3 separate regions of the Mus musculus genome follow, and regions 1 and 2 are each linked to region 3. A link is a contact called in public Hi-C and Micro-C data. All regions are on one chromosome and are shown on one strand. The core of a region is the stretch at or near the end of the contact, and the rest is flanking DNA. Distances in the headings are between cores, read along the strand shown.

Region 1 (4,302 bases), core at 643-3,142, 160 kb before region 3:
ACTGCTCTTCCGAAGGTCAGGAGTTCAAATCCCAGCAACCACATGGTGGCTCACAACCATCCGTAACGAGATCTGACTCCCTCTTCTGGAGTGTCTGAGGACAGCTGCAGTGTACTTACATATAATAAATAAATAAATAAATAAATAAATAAATAAATCTAAAAAAAAATTGTTAAAGAATGATGTCCTCTAGGCTGGGGAGATAGCTGAGCAAGTGTGAGGTCCTGGGTTTGAGTCTCAACACCTACATAAAAAAAAGTCAGAAATGGCAGTATATACTTGTAATCCTAGCACTGGGGTGGTGGGGTGGAGAGGAGTGGATCTCTGGGGCTCAGTGGCCAGGCATCTAGTCTAGTTGGCAAGTTCCAAGCCAGTGACAGACAGCCTTCAAAACACAATGTAGATAGATGGTACCTAGGAAAAGTACCAGGGGTGATCTCTGGACTCTACATACATGCACAAGTGCTCAAGTAACCATCCATAGATGTGGACACACACACACACACACACACACACACACACACACACACACACACACACAGAGACACACAGACAGACAGACAGACTGTCTTCTTGGAGGCAGTGTGTTGTCATGGGAGTGGACACAGACACACAGACACAAACAGACATACTCTCTCTCTCTCTCTCAATACCTTCTTAGAGGCAGTGTGTTGTCATGGGATGGGTACCCCAGCTCACCACAGTGAAGCTGACTGACAGACCCCGGGAGCTGTAGAATACGCAGGAATGGGATAAAGGAGTCAGGGGGTCTCCTGACCCAGCTCTTACAGAGCTGCCCACCATGATGCTTCTGCTCTGGACAGCAGCGTCTCCTCGTGGCTGAGCATTCCACCTCTGGGCTGTCAGGAAAAGTTGCCAGGCTAAATTGGGGCTTGACCGAGCAGCAGCGTTGTTAGAAAGGAAATGTGTGAAATAAGAGTCGAGATTTCTCCCCAGGGAGCCAGATAATGACAGCCTCTAAATATAGCCCCTTATTAGGTATGCCTGTGTCTGACTGGCAGGGGTTAACTGGGCCTATAAAATCTGTTTGTCTAGACAACTTTTGACTACTTAATTCTGGGACAGATTGGGTAGGTAATACTGCTCCATTCTTTCAGAGAGAGGGAGGAGGGAGGGCTTTTTAGATGGAATGCTGAAATTTCAAGGAGGACCTGCCATAGCATGTTCCAGATTAGGGCAAACACTGCTGTCTTCTGGAACAGCCATGTCCACGTGCCTTCTAGAACTCACTCCCAGCATGCCCTGGGTAGGCTTCCCATTGCACCTCTCACTTCTAAGTGGAACACTGAGGTCCAGGGCCACTTGGAGAGTCCCGATAGTGGGAGAACTTAGTTGAGAAACCCAGATTTTGCTGCATGGTCTGGAGAAATGTAACCAACCAAACCTCAGTTTTCCTGGCTACAAAATGGGGCTAAGCACTGGCTCACTGCCAACCTCTCAGCATCTCACCTTACATAGAAGGGGGACTGTATGTGGGTAAGCTATGCCTAACGACTGGTGCCCACTAGCAGCTAGACATGTGTCCTGGCAGTGGTGAAGATGGGGCAACATGGCAGAAAATTCACTAAGTCCTCATGGCTAAATCTGCAGCAAGACTGGGTTTGTGCTTTTCAAAGAATAAGAGTGTCCCTATGTCCCGTCTCCATTCTCCCCAGACCTCATTTCTCTGGGGGTTCTGGGCACATTCTGGGGATCAGGGCAGGGTTCACTGTCCCCACAGTACAGATGCAGAAATGAGACACTCAGAGGGAAGCTGACTGGGCACTTGGTTTGTGGCAAGGTTGGGACTAGAGGGTTCTTGGGACAGCTTCCTCTGTGCTGCCCCAAATGTCTTGCCAAAGAGGGAGCCACCTCCTTTCTCTCTCTCTGGAGTCTGGGCATGACGTGTGCCTGGCGGACTTGAGGTTTGGAGGGAATGATTCAGGCTTTGAGGGGCTAACTGCTGAAGCTTGAGAAAAGGGCCACGTCATCGCCAAGAGCAGCCAAATTGCTCCTGGGGTCTGGCAGCCCCACCACCCACTGTGGCCTCAGCTTTATATGGCCATCTGCAACCTTGGAGCCCAAGGGCCTGTTTGTACTAGATACTCAATATCGTCTGGTATGGGCATCAGGCAGCACGGGAAACCAGAAGGTTGCGGCAAACATGGGCCTTCCATGGCTGACGGCTGTGCGTCACCAGCTGTGGGCTCCCAACATTCTTCCTAGGGAGGTGATGGTGGGTGCTTTGGCTGAAGGGGAGCTGGCAGCCAACATTGTAACTGTAGGCCTTTCTCTGTGGCCACCCTATAGGGAGGGCTCTGCCAAGGGAGGACACTATGGAGAAGTCCACCTGTGGAGAGTTGGGGCTCATAGCAGGGCATAAGTTAGGGGTGGTGTGTGTGTCTCTGTGTGTGTCTGTGTGTGTCTGTGTGTGCCTATGTGTGTGTGTTTCTGTGTGTGTGCCTATGTGTGTATGTCTGTCTATATGTGTGTCTGTGTGTGTGTGTGTCTGTCTGTGTGTGGGTCTCTGTGTGTGTCTCTGTGTGTGTGTGTGCCTATGTGTTTGTCTGTGTGTGTGTGTCTGTGTGTGTGCCTATGTGTGTGTGTCTATGTCTCTGTGTGTGTTTCTGTCTGTGTGTGTACCTATGTGTGTGTGTCTGTGTATGTGCCTATGTATGTGTGTGTGTGTCTATATGTGTGTGTGCCTATGTATGTGTGTGTGTGTCTATATGTGTGTGTGCCTGTGTGTGTCTATGTGTATGTGTGTCTATGTCTGTGTGTGTATGTCTGTGTTTGTGTGTGTATGCCTATGTGTGTGTGTGGATGGTGGCCGAGGAACAAAAGCTGAGGTTGTCCTCTGGTTTCCACATGCATGCACACCTGCAGACAGGCATATGTGCGCACTGCCACCATATTCCTGTGCTATGAGCCACATGGCAGTGAGGAGCAGATTCCTGTTCCAGCTCAGGTGGTGAACAGACTATTAACACCATGTACCTTATTCCTTTTTTATTTTTAACTACCCCCTCCTGTGTGTGTGTGTGTGTGTGTGTGTGTACACATGCCACGGTGCATGTGTGGAAGTCAGAGAACAGCTTGTAGGAGTTGCTTTTCTCCTTTTATCATGCGGGTCCCAGGGATCGACCTCAGATGGTCAGGTTTTGTGGCAAGCACTTTTACCTACTGAGCCATCTCGCCTGTCCTCTTCTGTTCAACCGAACTCCTGGAACTGTCCCCCAGCCGGTCTTAGAGAACAGAAACTCTTTTGTTTTATTTATGTCCTCTTTACAACAGCTCCTTGAGAGGGAACCCCGAATTCCAGATGTTTCTGCGTACCTGGTAATGGGTGTTGAGACTACAAAGGATGGAAAAACTTCCCTGACAGCCTGGGAAGAGATATCCAGAACCCAGAGCAAGGAGGGGCTGCGTGCCAGGTAGGACAGAAGGAGACAAAGCTCTGTTAGGGCCCAGTGTCCTGCCTCTGGGCTTCTACCCTCTGTGCCAAGTCGAGGAGGGTAGAAAGCTGGCAGGCAGGGCTATGCTCTAAATCCAGCCACATCTTTTATTGCCTGTGTCTGCCAAGGCAGGTGTGAGCAGCTCAGCTCCCACACAGATGGTAGAAGCCAGAGCCCGTGAGCAGTAGTAGCTCTTGGATGTCTAGGAAAGCAGAAAAGACATTCCGAGAGAGGGACCAGCCTCTGCTGGAGATGGCGAGTCTAGAGGCGGGGAGGGATTGCTTAAGAAGGGCAGGCTGTAGGCTCTGATCTTTTCCTTGGTATTGGTAGCAACTCTCTGTAATGTTTCCCCTTTGCATCCCGGGAACCTCAATAATCAGTGATGACCCAGTCGATTTTAACGAGTCACGTGTACACGATGGATGGACACAGGGTTTTGGTTACAAAGTCAGTTTGTCCACATTGGAAGCCTGTCTAGGGGCTGCTTCAGAGCCAGGACTCCAGGTTCAGTGCTCCCTTCCCTACTACCAAGACTTTAGAAGCTCACAATGTGGACTGGGCTGGCCGTCAGAAAGCCAAATGAACTCATTTCTCCAAGGTGACCTGTGTTCTCTCCTCTCTGCATTCATCCCTCCATCATTTGGTCCTTTGTCTACTGCCTTAGACCCCCAAACCACCCCTGGCCATCTGTCTCCCCTTTCTAGCTTGCCGTCACTTTTCCTTCTGACATCAGACAGAGGTATGGTATGTGTGGGAGCTCACCAATCTAGAGAATGAAAGGGAGTCCTCCTTTAGTGAGTCTCTCTCTCTCTCTCTCTCTCTCTCTCTCTCTCTCTCTCTCTCTCTC
Region 2 (4,321 bases), core at 1,783-4,282, 160 kb after region 3:
TAGCTAAAAGGTCATTAACAATACCCACTCACAGTTTTCTGAGCAGGAAAACACGATTAACATTTCTGGTTTTCCTCGGGATTTGTGGGCAAAAAGACCTTTGTGGATCCAACAGGAGGTGATCTCTTGTCTAAGAACTCTTAAAGAAAGAATACTTTAGCCGGGTGTGGTGGCGCACCATGCCTTTAATCCCAGCACTTGGGAGGCAGAAGCAGGCAGGTTTCTGAGTTTGAGGCCAGCCTGGTCTACAGAGTGAGTTCCAGGACAGCCAGAGCTACACAGAGAAACCCTGTCTTGGGTTGGGGGTGTGGGGGGAGAAAGAAATAAAAAAGAAAGAAAGAATACTTTTAAAGTTGACTTTTCAGGAGCTAGAGAGATGGCTCAGCAGTTAAGAGCACTTGCTGCTCTTGTAGAGACCAGAGTTCAGATTTCTACAGGACAACTGACAACTCATATTATTCCAGCTTCAGGGGCTCTAGTGCCCTCTTATGGCCTCCATAGGCATCTGCACACATCACACACACACACACACACACACAATGCTCACATAAAAACAAAAAAAATGTATTATGTAAATTAAATGTTCATGCTGGAGAGATGGTGCCCTGATTAAGCGCACAGGCTGCCCTTGCAGAGGACCTGACATTTCCCAAGCACCCATACCATGTGGCTTACAACTGCCTGTGACTCAGGTTCTCAGCCTCTTCCGGCACTTGCACTCACCTGCATACACCATCATGCACATGTGATTTAAAACTAATAAATCTTTTTTTAAAATTAAATTCTCAATTCTTTTTTTTTTTTTAAAAAAAGTCTATTCTGGTTGGGTTTTTTGCTTTTTGTTTGTTTTGGTTTTGTCAACTTAACAGAAACTAGAATTTGTAACCTTAATTTTTTTCAAAGTCTATTTTTAATGATGATTCTTAAATGCTTTAACCTCCCTCGTAGCCCACCACCCATCAGAGGTAGTGGAAATGAAAGGATGTGGGGGAAGTGGACCTGTTTAGAAAGGTTCTTTGGAGCAGCTCCCATCTGTGTTGTCTGGAAATCAGCAGTTCAGTTCACAGGTTAGCAGGCAGCTCAGTCCACTCCCAAACACTTCACAGATGCACTAGCAGTCAGTTTGGAAGTTAGTATATCAAAGCAAATCAGCAGCAATGATACTACCTAACAGAGACAGCCAGGCCTCAGCTTCCGCATGCGTCAGCAGGAAGGACCCAGAGGAACACCAGGAGAAGTTCTCGACTGTGTCTCTCTCACGTGAGAGAGACCAAAAAGCATTGCACAGCTGGCTGTACTGGCAAGCCAAGCTCTGCTCAATCCAGTACTATATATATGCCCTCCAAACTTCCCGTGTCCTCCATGGTCTTCCCTTAGCTTGTGTCTTACCTCAGCCCATGAGTCTGTCTCAGCTGACATCACTCTGCCAATCAGCCCTTGGAAGCAGCAAGAAACTGCAGCGCACCACCAGAAGTTTTTGGGTGCATTTCTCTTTATGGAGTCCTGACAAATGCAGCTCAACTATGCAATGTAAGGAGGACCAGTAGATGTGTGTAGTTAGTAAAGAATCCTTCATCGTGTGCCCTTTCACGTGTGTGCTTTAGCAGAATATCCTCTCTCCATTGTCTGCTCCAGTAAAATGTTCCTTCACAAGTCTGCCTTAGCCTTTCATCTGTGTCCACTTCAGAAAAACACTTTCATGTGTTTGCCCCAGCAAAACACCATCCAACACAACTGACTCTCTAAAAAAAAAAAAACCTTAAGTTTCCACTCCAAGAATCATTTGGGAAGAGGGGATCTTAGAAAAACACCTTGGTAAGACTGGCCTGTAGGCAAGTCTGTGAGGCTTTTCTTCACTAATGATTGCTGTAGAACAGCCCAACCTGCTGTGGGTGGTCCTGGGTTGTATAAGAAAGCAGGCTGATCTGCTACATTGTGAATTTGAGACCAGCCTGGGTTACATGATATCTGCCTCCAAAAGAGATGAGAAGGAGGAAGAGGGGGAAGGAGCTAGGGAGGAGAGGAGTGGGGGGGGGGAAGATGGGCATGGCGGTGCATAGCCATAATCCTGGCACTTAGGAGAAAAGCAGGAGAATTTCTATGAGTTTGTGGTTAGCATTATCTACAGAATAAGCTTCATTTGGGGGTAATTTATGTGGGCAGCAGCAGAAAATGATCACAGGGAAGCAGACCCTGTGTTAAGATCTGTAAACACAGCCCTGAGCCCTGTACTGCAGGGCTGTTCTCTTGTGTTTCTGACAGGACTGGAGCGTTGGTGAGGAGCTCAGAGACTGAGAGAAAAGGAAGGAGAATCATTTTTCATGGGCATCAGAAGAGCCTCTTCCAGGACTCTAAATTCAAAGCTAGCATGGGATACACAGTGACAGCACGAGAGGGGAAGGGGAGAGGGAGAGGGAGGAAAAAGAGGGAAGAAGAGAAGAGGGGAGGGGAGGGGAGAAGAGGGGAGGGGAGGGGAGCGGAGCGGAGAAGAGGGGAGGGGAGGGGAGGGGAGGGGAGGGGAGGGGAGGGGAGGGGAGGGGAGGGGAGGGGAGGGGAGGGGAGGGGAGGAGAGGAGAGGAGAGGAGAGAGTGAGCTTGGGAACTATTGGAAAAGCCCCCGCCCAGCAGTTCTCCTAGCCCCAGCACCACATAATGCTACCATGAAAGTATAGTTTATAATCCCAAACCTCAGAAGACAGAATCAGGGGGATCAGGAGTTTAAAATCATCCTTAGCTACATAACAAGCTTGAGGCCAGACACAAGGCTCTGTCTCCAAAAGAGAAGAGAAGATCCTCTCTCAGGAGAAAGACCCACCCCACAGCCCCGTGTGCGAACCCAGGTGTGGGCAGGAAGTGGGAAGGACGTTCAGCTTTGGGGAAGGGTACTCCGAGAACAGAGTGCCCTGCGGGAGGGCCGTAAGGCTAGCGGCTCTAGATCCACAGAAGGACCCACCGGTGAAGGATTGAGAGCCTCAGCTTCCTGCAGTTCTCTGGGAGAGGATGAGTCACAGAAACATAAGTTTATTCAGTGATGTAATCGTAGCTGGCACCCCTACTGGGGTGGCTGGAGAACCAGGACCCCAAGCTGTTACCCTGGAGCACCCTGTGAAGTTTCCGAGGGAGGGGGAACTGTGTTGAGGAAGGGGAAGGAGCAAGAGATCCACTGTGCCTGACACAGCAGGATGGCAGCCCTTCCCCTGGTGGGCTGCACAAATTATTTCGCTCTTCTGAGGCTCCGTTTCCAGACTTAAAGAGAGAAGAAGAAAATATGATTTATATCCCAAAGGGCTGTTGGTCACTACGTCCCATGCACACAAGCAAACATGTGTCCTATACTCTGTCTGGTTCCAGGAGCCTCATTTCTCCCCATCCCACCCCACCTCTCCTCATTTATTTATTTATTTATTTATTTATTTATTTATTTATTTATTTATTTATTTATTTATTTATTTTGTTGAGACAGTCTTAAGGTATCCAAAGATGGCCCAAGGTCATTATGTAGTGGAAGATAACCTTGAACTTCGGATTCTCCTGCTTCTGTCTCCTCGGTGCTGGGATCACATGTATGTCCCACCATGTCCCGTTACTACAGTGCAGGGGATGGGATCCAGGGCTTCCTACATGCTGAAGTCTAGCAGTTAGTAGACAAACCTCACCCAGTTGTGTTCTGACCCTATGTCCCTTCTTGGACGTCATCCTACCAGCCAGGCAGAGATCTTGAGGGCCTGTAATTGCCTGCACTTGCAAGTCAGTGCCAGCCAAGGAGGAGAGTTACAAAGAACACAAAAGAAGTGACCTTGGAGGAAGGATGCCTCTCCAGCTTCTTGCTGACACAGAGCACAGCTTTGTGTACAGAAATGTGGATGCCACAGAAGCTGGGCCACAGCAGTACGGAAGCAGCAGCTTGCAAGACGGGAGAAGTCTCAGGGATGCTATCACCAATCAATTTTGCTACTGGTTTTCTTTTTTTAATGCTCATACAAGAGGGGTGTGTAATAAAAAAAAAAAACGCATCCTATGTGAATCAGTTACGAAGAACATTTCAATCACAACAAGACTGACAGAAAGGTCTAAGGGATGAAAATGTACCAAGAGACTGGGAGACTGGGAGATGGTGCAGTTGGCCAAGTTCTTGCTGAGTGGGCATGAGAACTTGAGTTACGTTCCAAGAACACCCCCCCCCAAAAAAAGGCATGGGGACATGCGCTTGTAATCCCAGCACAAAGGAGGCAAAGGCAGAAAGCTAGTCTGATCTGCAAACTGCAGGACAAAGTTTCACTTTGTCTCAATAACCAAGTGAGGCTGGAGAGATAACTCAGAGG
Region 3 (4,288 bases), core at 17-2,516:
CACAAACAGGGTCTTAGCACAAGCTAGCCTTGAAGTTACTCTGTAGCTGTCCTGGGGAGGGAAGGATTTATTTCTCCTTACAACACTCCATTACAGAGGGAAGTCAGGGCTAGAAGTGGAGGCAGGAACTGAACCAGAAGCCATGAAGGAGTGCAGCTTACTGGCTTGCTCCCCAAGACTCACTCAGCTTGCTTTCTCCTATAACCCAGGACCACTTTCTCAGGAGTGGCACTGCTCACAGTGGGCTGGACACTCCCACATCAGTCAGCAATTTTTTAAAAATGTCCCACAGACACGCCCCCCAGGCCAATCCAATGAAGGCAATTCCTCAATTGAGGTTCCCTCTTCCCAAATGACCCTAATTTGTGTCAAACTGACACAAAACAAAAAAACAAACCAACAAACCAACAGCCTGACTAGCAGAGTAACCAAGGATGGCTGTCTTAATTGGGGTTTCCGTTGCTGTGATGAAACATCATGACCAAAACTCAACATGGGAAGGAATGCAGAGGCCATGGAGGGGTGCTGCTTACTGGTTTGCTCCCCATGGCTTGCTCAGTCTGCTTTCATATATATATATTTCATATATATTTATTTTATGTATATGAGTACATTGTAGCTGTCTTCAGACACACCTGAAGAAGGCATCAGATTTCATTACAGATGGTTGTGAGCCACCATGTGGTTGCTGGGAATTGAACTTGGGAACTTTGGAAGAGTAGTCAGTGCTCTTAAACACTGAGCCATCTTTCCAGCCCCAGCCTACTTTCTTATAGAACCCAGGATCACTATCCCTGGGAAGGTATTACCCACCATGGGCTGGGCCCTCCCCCATCAATTACTAATAAACTGCCTTACAGGCTTGCCTACAGCCAGACTTCATGGAGTTGTTTTCTTAATTGAGGTTTCTGCCTCTCAAATGGCTTTAGCTTGTGTCAAATTGGCATAAAACTATCCAGCACGATGACCTCAATTTTCTTATTCTCCTGCCTCCACCTTGGAGAGCTGAGATTATGAACACGGAACATCACATCCGAGCTCCATGCATGCGAGGCAGGCATCCTATCCACTGAGCTATGGATCCTTCTCCTGGTCCCCAAACAGAGATTTTTTTTTTACTCACTCTAACACTACCTAAAAGTTTTTAATATGTTCTTGTTATTTCTGCCCCCTTGTGATAGTCACTGATGACACATGACCATCGGATGGTGCTCAGCAAGCCTGAGCACTCAGCCAGCTTAGTCAGACTCTACATTCCCAGCACTGCTCCCACATACTGGCTCTGGGACCTTGAATGAGCCCCGCCCCCAGTGTGGCCTTCAGCATGTTCACTCGAGAAGATTCATGATGTGAAGTGGAAATTTCCAGAACAGTGGTTGGCTCATTCTCTTTCTTTTGGCTGGGCAGCATCTCTGCATCCTGGACCCGAGCCTGCGGCTGAGTCACAGTTGCTCTTAGCATCCTTCTTGGACTGCATGGGGTCAGAGCATTGTTTGTCTTTGTGTCTGAGCTCATTCCTGACATTGCAGACACAGATAGTGAGGGCTGCTGCTTCCCTTAGCCTATATTTCCTGTCCTTCCTCCCCTCACTCCAGGGGCTTGTGGGAAAGACTTAAGAACACAAGTTGAAGGCCAGTGAGGGCAATTTCCCAAGGCAGAGTCCAGGATCCCTATGCAGCCCCTCGTGCTCCCTTACCAGGGACCATCCATCCCACATCATGAGTCTTGAATTAATCATTCCTTTCCTGACCCTGGGAGCTCCTAAGGAGGAAGGTGGACATTTCCCACCTGTTCTTCTTGGCCCAGTCTGTCCCTTTACTTCTTACCCATCTTACCAACTGGGGCTTCGCAGCTGGGACTCACCCATCCTTGTGCCAGCTTTTCCTAACCTAGACAATCCACAAATGTTCACCCTTGTAATATTCTCTTCTCTTCTTCCAATGGTCTAAGGGGCCTCTCAGGCACCACAGCCTACCTCACTCCTTTCCTCAGGCTCTGCAGGTACACCCTCGGATTATATAGTGGTTAAGAACGTAAGTGCTGATGGTCCCTGTGGAATTCCCATCACATCTCCACCTCTCCCCCCAAAAGTCTCTTTGCCTCTGTATCTCCTCTCCCTCTACTTCTCCCTCCCCCGTGGGTGTCTGTGTGTGTGGGGGGGGTGCATCTGTGTGTGTCTGTGTCTGTGTATGTGTGTATCTGTGTGTCTGTGTGTGTGTGTAGATCAGAGGATAACAGTGGACATCAGTCCTCTACTTTGCTTAAGATAGGATCTCTTGTTCTCTGCTGTGCACACCAACGACTTTCTGGGAATTCTCTTGTCTCCACCTCCCATCTTGGAGTGTTGTGATTAAGAAGGTATTCTACCATGCCTGGCTGTACATGTCTTCTTGGGCTTCAAATGCAGGTCCTCACTCTTCAAATGACAAGATTTTTGCCCACTGAGCCATCCCCAGAGCCCACAAGTTGTTTTAACCACAGTGACCTGATTTTCCCATTCATAGAATACTGACAATTTCTTCCTCCAGAGGTAAGATATAACAACACACTGTGTGTGTGTGTGTGTGTGTGTGTGTGTGTGTGTGTGTGTGTGTGTGTGTGTGAGAGAGAGAGAGAGAGAGAGAGAGAGAGAGAGAGAGAGAGAGAGAGAGAGAGAGAGAGATGGGAGGGCTCTTCACTGAATCTCTGCATGTGGCCTGACTGTACTGAGCCTCTCTCGCCGCTGGGCTCTGAGCTAGTTAGTACTGGACCACAGAACCTAGAACTCCATGCATGCCCTCAAGGAGCCCTCTGTCAACAAGGGAGAGAAAGGGCAAGCTGATGTTTAGACACAGAGCTGTGTCCAGATTGCATGAGCAGGAGAGTCACACCTCCGTGAGGATAGGGACCCTCCTAGACAGTGCCACCAGTTGACGACTCAAATACTTGAGCCCCAGGGGGATTTTACATCCAAACCATAACAGCGCCATGTTTGGACCAGATAAGGATCTTCTCCTTCCGGGGTCTCACTCATCCTGTCTTCTCCATAACCCAGGATGTGAATGGAGCCATGAGCCTAGCTGTAAACTATGTTGCCTCCAGAGTGCCAGGAGGCCTAGCAAGGCCAAGCTTACTACAAGGACCTTGTGCCCGGAGCAACAGCCTGTCTTTTCTTTTGGAGGGAATATCTCAGAACACCTCTGTAGTGCCAAACCCCTCAAGCTTCACAGAAGTGTCTGGTCCCTGAACTTGTAGTCCTGGAGTGCACAGGTCTTACCTAGGCTTCAGGTCCTCCTGCCTCTGACCTGGCGTCCTCCATGGCCTGGAGGCCCGTGAGATGACAACTGCGTGCTGATCTGCTGGCTACATGGCAGTGGTGGGAGAGAGCTCTGAGTCCTGGGGCCGCATCCTGATTCACTGTGTCTTGCCATCTATATACGAGTAAGTGGCCAATAGCTTTATCTGCTCCTAACTGAGAGAGGAAGACCTTATTCACCGATCGATGCCTGGTACCTGGACCTGAGTCTTACTAATCTTCCCTATCAGTGACCCTGGAAGGTTTGTGGGGTCAGGGGAGTTCAAGATCGACAATGAGACAGATTATGGAGAGTGATGAGTTTATATTAACATGGTGGACAGACGGACCGTTCAGGCCCCAGTACTAGAGACAGACAGCAAGGTGGGGGTCTCTGAAGAGATGAATCACAGCCCCCATGGCAGGATGGGGGAGGGTTCACAGGAAGATCCAGACTCTCTGGTTCCCATGCAGGAGGCAGGGAAGGGAGGGAACAGGATCTGTGGCCAATACTACCTTTGATGACAGCTCACTTTCCAGGTGAGAGATGCAGGCCCTGGGCGGCTGATAGCTAGGCCCTGGCATTCATTCCCAGGGGGGTGCCTCTGGTGTCTGTGAGGAGGCGGCTACTGCCTGTCTTACAGAGAGCACACTGAGGTAGGTACCTCAATGGGTTACGGAGTACAAACTGGGGTCCGTACCTTGATGGGTGACACACACTGTCCTTAGAAGTCAAGAAGGTCCAGTCTCCTTCCACTGACACTGTGTTCCTGGGGTTGTTAGAGCCAGAGCCTGGGTCCTGGTAACAATTGAGGCTCGGCCGTCTGTCCCCAACAGTCCAGTTCAAGAGACAAGTAATGAAAAAAGGCAGAAAAGGAGCTGTGGTCAACGTGGCCACATTGGGAACAGGATCAGAGAGCAACAGTGGCCCTGCCCCTTCTCAAGATCATCTCCAGGGTCTGGCACCTGACGTAGGTTCAGTTTTAAATAGAAGGCAAGAGGTATGCAGAGTTA

The links. A called contact is a pair of places that touch in the nucleus more often than the background predicts.
Region 1: a Micro-C map of embryonic fibroblasts shows a contact between it and region 3, with 6 times the contacts expected there. The contact joins two enhancer-like sites. A contact is called at or near these places in 25 of 484 Hi-C or Micro-C datasets (the C2C12 cell line, the G1E-ER4 cell line, Sertoli cells and 10 more) and 1 of 115 datasets of contacts at active chromatin or transcription factors (vascular smooth muscle cells).
Region 2: a contact with region 3 is called in a Hi-C map of the C2C12 cell line, with 3 times the contacts expected there. The contact joins two enhancer-like sites. A contact is called at or near these places in 1 of 39 promoter capture datasets (hippocampal neurons), 2 of 15 datasets of contacts at CTCF or cohesin (both in embryonic stem cells), 49 of 484 Hi-C or Micro-C datasets (8-cell embryo, the AML12 cell line, B cells and 29 more), 6 of 115 datasets of contacts at active chromatin or transcription factors (astrocytes, bone marrow-derived dendritic cells, embryonic basal ganglia and 3 more) and 1 of 9 other capture datasets (embryonic stem cells).

What each region holds. Positions count from the first base shown.
Region 1 is chr9:62,722,116-62,726,417 of GRCm38.p6, reverse strand. All of the region lies in intron 2 of Itga11 (integrin alpha 11), which reads right to left. Among named protein-coding and RNA genes, the nearest start is that of Itga11, 46 kb to the right of the region's middle. Within about 2 kb of position 1,892, at least 23 of the 459 cell types and tissues checked have an H3K27ac peak or open chromatin away from gene starts, as enhancers often do. A contact at or near this core is called in embryonic fibroblasts, where this site is marked.
Region 2 is chr9:62,399,427-62,403,747 of GRCm38.p6, reverse strand. No RefSeq gene overlaps it. Among named protein-coding and RNA genes, the nearest start is that of Gm40523, 14 kb to the left of the region's middle. Within about 2 kb of position 3,032, at least 23 of the 459 cell types and tissues checked have an H3K27ac peak or open chromatin away from gene starts, as enhancers often do. A contact at or near this core is called in the C2C12 cell line, where this site is marked.
Region 3 is chr9:62,557,294-62,561,581 of GRCm38.p6, reverse strand. No RefSeq gene overlaps it. Among named protein-coding and RNA genes, the nearest start is that of Gm39352, 18 kb to the right of the region's middle. Within about 2 kb of position 1,266, at least 73 of the 459 cell types and tissues checked have an H3K27ac peak or open chromatin away from gene starts, as enhancers often do. A contact at or near this core is called in the C2C12 cell line and embryonic fibroblasts, where this site is marked.